2 separate regions of the Mus musculus genome follow, and region 2 is linked to region 1. Evidence: chromatin contacts called from public HiChIP or PLAC-seq data. All regions are on one chromosome and are shown on one strand. Each heading gives the region's core, a stretch centred on a gene start, on an enhancer-like site or on the middle of the called end of the contact. The rest is flanking DNA. Distances are from core to core; before and after follow the strand shown. Region 1 has its middle 89 kb from the start of Gm22633. Region 2 holds the start of Sulf1 (sulfatase 1).

What was found. HiChIP or PLAC-seq counts read pairs in DNA pulled down with a chosen protein or histone mark.
Region 2: an H3K4me3 HiChIP or PLAC-seq map of craniofacial prominence shows a contact between it and region 1, with 4 times the contacts expected there. The contact joins the promoter of Sulf1 here to the enhancer-like site in region 1. A contact is called at or near these places in 1 of 39 promoter capture datasets (neural stem cells), 6 of 484 Hi-C or Micro-C datasets (extraembryonic endoderm stem cells, muscle stem cells, myocytes and 2 more) and 3 of 115 datasets of contacts at active chromatin or transcription factors (craniofacial prominence and embryonic stem cells).

What each region holds. Positions count from the first base shown.
Region 1 is chr1:12,284,308-12,287,007 of GRCm38.p6, forward strand. No RefSeq gene overlaps it. Among named protein-coding and RNA genes, the nearest start is that of Gm22633, 89 kb to the right of the region's middle. Within about 2 kb of position 1,429, at least 9 of the 459 cell types and tissues checked have an H3K27ac peak or open chromatin away from gene starts, as enhancers often do. A contact at or near this core is called in craniofacial prominence and muscle stem cells, where this site is marked.
Region 2 is chr1:12,691,033-12,693,810 of GRCm38.p6, forward strand. Sulf1 (sulfatase 1) reads left to right here and starts at 1,398. Exons shown (of 22, transcript NM_001198565.1): 1 at 1,398-1,652.

The sequences.
Region 1 (2,700 bases), core at 179-2,678:
CTAATTGGGAAAATGCCTTGCCGCTGGATCTCGTGGAGGCATTTTCCCCAACTGAAGCTCCTTTATCTGTGATAAATCCAGCCTGTGTCAAGTTGACACAAAACTAGCCAGTACAGGCTGTGAATTGCATTTTTCTTTGTGATATCAGGGTTTAGCTACTTAGTGAGTGGAAAGAGACCTCTCAAGCTTTTGTACCTCAATAGGAAGAAAGGCCAGCACTGGGTAACCTAGGCTTTACACTCCCACAGTCTCTATTTCATCCAATATTACCCCAGGCTACAGCTGTGACATCCAAGAACTGGGTTTTATTCTTCCTGGCTATAAGATTTCATTTCAATCAGAAATGTTTGTCCTAAAAGGCATTAATACATACAAATAAATTTAGGTGGTATCTGCCTGGCTGATCCTCAAAGAGAACAAGAAGGGGAACAGGGCAATGAGAAACTATTAAAAAAAAGCATTTTTGAAGCTGGTAAATTTGCAAGAATAGAATGTACTGTCATGTGGATATAAGATATATTTTATAGACAACTCAGAAAGGAAAGGGAAAGGGAGGGGAAGTGGAAGTGGAAGTGGAAGTGGAAGTGGAAGGGAAGGGAAGGGAAGGGAAGGGAAGGAAAGGAAAGGAAAGGAAAGGAAAGGAAAGGAAAGGAAAGGAAAGGAAAGGAAAGGAAATCCATGCCCCTTCCTGCACAGACAGATATATAAATTTGAAATATAAAACAGATATTTCGAAATGATCCTGGTTCATTTCAAAGGAGACTATGAAGTAAGATCTCTTTGTGTAAGTCACACTAAAGTAGGTGATGTTTGATTTAATTTCATCTGCAATACAAGGAGAAAAGACTCAATATGTCTTTCCTAGTCTAAGAAGTCCTATAATTACTTGTGGTTAGACAGCTGCATGTGTTTCTCAAGCCTCAACCTTGACTTAGGCCTGAAGCCCCTTATGCTTGAAGTGACTTGATGATACTACTTTCTTCACAAAGTGATTTGTGGCAGGAAACTTTTAGCACCTGCCCTGAGATTCTGCAGTTCACACTGTGAACTGTACTGCAATCAGCCTATGAAGGGAAAGGAACACACTTAAACTCAGCATTGGAAAAAGTGAATATAATGCAAATCCTGGAAACGCATGCTTTCCGTGGGGAAACTTTTCCAAATGACCAGTGTTCCCATTTGAGTTCTGAATGAAACACGACTTGGTCTGTCTGCTCCCCCTTTCTTCCCCCTCTGTCCTCTGCTAGTTCCAGACCTAAGCAAGCTAACTGACAAGATTTCCAGCATGTCCAAATAGGGAAATAGATGCTTAAAGAATTTGATTAGTGGAGTTTATTTTCCATATCGAGTAATTTAGCTGGAGCTCAGGAAACGTCACAAGCACGGACTCCTGGGGTTTTAGAGGAAGTGCAGGCAGTGAACCGCCAAATCTCAAGAGTCTGTCATAACCTCAGAAGAAACTCTATCCTTATAGTTAATCAGTGGCATAGTTAAGAATTCCAGAGAAAATTGCTTATTTTGCCAGCAATGCCTGCAGACGTTCAAAATCAAATAAACAAGAAAGGCAAATGACCCAGAGATGTAGCCTTTGAGAGCTTCCTTGGAACTCATAATAACGTTCCCTTTAAACAGTGCTGGATTTAGACTAACCACATCATCTTGGAATTAGGGGAAATGGGTAAATGGTTCTTTTAACTGCTCTCCTGGTTTACCTTATACTTCTGGAGCTGATGCCTAGAAGGAAATGATACCTTAGTATTATGATACCAGAATGGATCTGGTATGGTTGGCATATGATTGACATTGGACCTGACGCTGTTTTCTCTGACTGATGGGGCTTGACATGTTTTCAGGCAGAGTGACCTTGGCCCTCCACGGAGTGTGTTGGCAGGCAATCTATCTACTGACATCATCTTTTAACTCTCCATGCTCATGGATGGCAAAGACCCAAGCGCTTTTCCTGCATCCTTGTGTTTGCCATGAGACCCTGATGCACTACTGGACTGAAACTGTGTCCTGTAAAGTAAACCAATATACAGAGAAAACACACTCTCTTTTATTTTCATAATAGGAGGGTAAGCCAAATCAAAACCACTCCCATTATTCAAATGGCTTAAGTATGATCCAGCCATGACATCTGGTCATTTTCACACTTGCAGATGAAAAGTGCATTGTTCATACATTGGTATTCTAACTGGATCTATAGCGCTGAGATTGTAGGGGGGAAATTATGGGCTCACTGGGTTACTTATGAGATAAGAATAATATGTTTAAAAATTAGTGATAATTTTAAAAATTTCTGTGGAATGGAATATTAATTGGGCAAGTCTTACCCGTGAAAATGAATGCAATTTGGAGCTGCTACAATGAAAGAGAATTGTCTGAAAGTCAGGGTCTCTTCTACACAAAATGCCATTTTCTTTTAATTTTCATTTATACTCTTTGAGGAATGGAGGGGGAAGTACACATGAATGCAGGTGCCTGTGGCTGCCAAAAGAGAGAGTCCAAGCCCTGGAAGTTGTAAGCCATCCAACCTGAGTGCAGGAGGCTGAACTTGGGTCTGCTGCAAGAGCTGAGACATTTCTCCAGCCCTGCATATTCCGCTCTATATTATAATGTAACTATGTATTTTCATTTGCACTTGGATTCATATACACTTATCTCTGTAACATCTATAAGCAAGAAAAAGTAAATGAAATT
Region 2 (2,778 bases), core at 148-2,647, 410 kb after region 1:
CCTGATGACCCCGTGGGAGAGAGATCACTTCACAGAAACCCTCTCCTGTCCTCTGTGCTTTGGAAACTTGCACCAGAAGCAACTGTAAGCATCCTTATATAACATCACAGAACCTTGCGAGACAACAACAACAAGAAAGCCAATCAGCCAATGCTGCTTGTAACTGAAAAAATTATTTTCATGACATTGATATGCCAAACACAGCTACCTATCGGTAATCTGGATCTTTTAGGCTTTAGGGAAGTTTAACCCCCTCCCCCACCCTCCCCCACCCTCCCCCACCCTCCCCCACCCTCCCCCACCCCATAAATGATTGGTTTTCTCACCACAAACCTCAAAAGGTGTAATAGTTAAATGTTAGCTTCCAACAGGCACAGTTAGGCAGTAGATGGTATTTAAAATTCCTCTTTACTCTTTAAGATTATCCAAATTCCTTGGATGTCTCATGGAATTTTTGAAAGAATAAGATTTTTTTTAAGTAATGAATTTATTTCTCAATATCTTCTTATATGTAAAAAAAATCTAACACTTTTCTGAATCAGGTTATTAATGTAAATACTTTTATAAATACAATTCAGAAAACTGCATTTTGAAAAAAGTACACAAGAAGGATGTATTTAAACAACCCCAAACTGAAAATATTTCAAAGCAAAATTATTAATGAGACGCTTGAGTTACGCGGATGTAATAAGCACAATTAACTAGAAACCAATAAAAACAATTACTGGCAGAGTGTAGCCTTCTAGTACCAGGAGCTGTAATACCGAGATGGCTGTGGGTGTAGAAAGTGATTAAAAGCCACCTTTATCTAGGAAAGCATGAGTTGCTTTGGAGAAGTAGAGTGAAATGGTTTTCATTGACCGTCTCTCTGGTTTAGCCTGAGAGACACGTGAAGAGCCCAGTGAGAAAAAGAAGTTTCGGCTCAAAGCTGCGACACCACCCCCCAAGCCCTTTCAGGAATGTTTGAGGCGGCCGCCCCCAATCAAAGGGAGGCAGGAGTTTAGATTTCAAAATGTAGATGTCACATTTCAGTGCAAACTACTCCCACATTTAACACTTTATCAGCATGACAAGAAGAATCTTTTATCTCCCGTGGGGTGATGGGGGGAGCGGCTTGCTGAGGACATTGCCCTCAATAGATTAGCTGTAAAAGATTTTTAGTGTTCCTGGGCATCCCACCGAGAACCCCCTCCACCCACCCAGGAGCACAGAGACTTGTGAAAAGTAACGCACAACTGGCCACCAGAATAATTCATTCGCTCTACCTTCCCCGCCGCACCTCCCACTCCTCCTTTTGTAGCAGTTCTTTCTCTCCGAAAATCTCAGGTTACTTGGCTGGGGAGTTCTCCGACCTCCCCGTCCCTGCCCAGCCCTCCGCCTCCAATCCGTAAGAGACTCTCAGCCCCAGCAATTGGATTGGGCAGCCTGTCTTGACACAGCACTGTGCTGAGTGCTTGAGGACGTGTTTCAACAGATGGTTGGGGTTAGTGTGTGTCATCACATTCGAGTGGGGATTAAGAGAAGGAAGGCTGCCCTGCTGGAGCTGTGTGGTCTTCTCCAAGTGAGAGTTGCAGGCAAATCCAAGTACTTGGCTTTGGGAAAGAGGAGGAGGAATTCATTTGCAGCAGCCACAAGAAACGCAGTATTTTCAGGTAAAGTAAAAGACACCAAATCAATTCTCTCTCTCCTCTCCCTCTCCTCCTCTCCTCTCCTCTCCTCTCCTCTCCTCTCCTCTCCTCTCCTCTCCTCTCCTCTCCTCTCCTCTCCTCTCCTCTCCTCTCCTCTCCTTCTCTCTCTCTCTCTCTCTCTCTCTCTCTCTCTCTCTCTCTCTCTCTCTCTCTCTCTCGCCGTAGTTTGGAATGGAATGTAATGCTAGCCCAGCACACTTGTCAAAGCCGGTCCTCGCCGTTCCATCAATGCTGCTATTGTACGACTGACAGATAACAGTGCACATAGCTCTGGCTCGGCTGTCTTTGTAGCGCTAATGCTTCTCCTGCGTTGCTTTTGAAGGTGTAACGAAGATACTGTCTTCGGGAGCCCGGGTGCCTTGAGGTTCCCGTTATAGGCGCAGAAGAGTAGGTGTAGACTGCTCATCAAGGATGGGCAAGGCCAAGAAAGCGTTGATTTTAGCTCTCACCATTAAAGAGTTCACTTTAAACTGTTGCGTTCTTCTCAATAAGAAAAGATTCTTCTAAGCCGGCAGAGTCGGAAACGCTTTGTTAACCGAATTTGTGGAAGGTAGATTGCGTCGATTTGGGATGGAGCAAGAGTGGCTTTTAATCATTTCTGAAGACTAAGTCCGGGAACTCCTCAGGAGAAAAGGGCTGGCTCCCGTCGGTGCAGTCTTTGGGTCGGCTCTGAAACAAAAATACTTAGAGCTGGAAGCCAAGCAAAGAGGGGGGGTAGGGGGAAATGGCTCTCTAACGTAGCCCGGTTGCAGCTGCGGGGGAGCAGATGGATGTAATTCACTTGCAGATCTGTGTGTGAGTTTTACAAGTCAGGAAAAACTAAAGCAGCATAGCTAGGATGGATCATTAAAGTCGCTGCATTTATAGGCTTTAAACAGTGTTAATTAAATGTAAATAGATGTTCAGCCCCGGCTATAAACAAATAAACACAAAGATTTTAATTACAAGTTAGTCATTGGAAATTAATGGTCATGGGGTGCCGAGCAACAGTAAGTGAGTTGTCATCTGATGTGTGGCTAACTGCTCTGCCAAAATCACCCACCAGGATTTAATTGAATGGAATATAACAAGGGACATTACATGCAACATC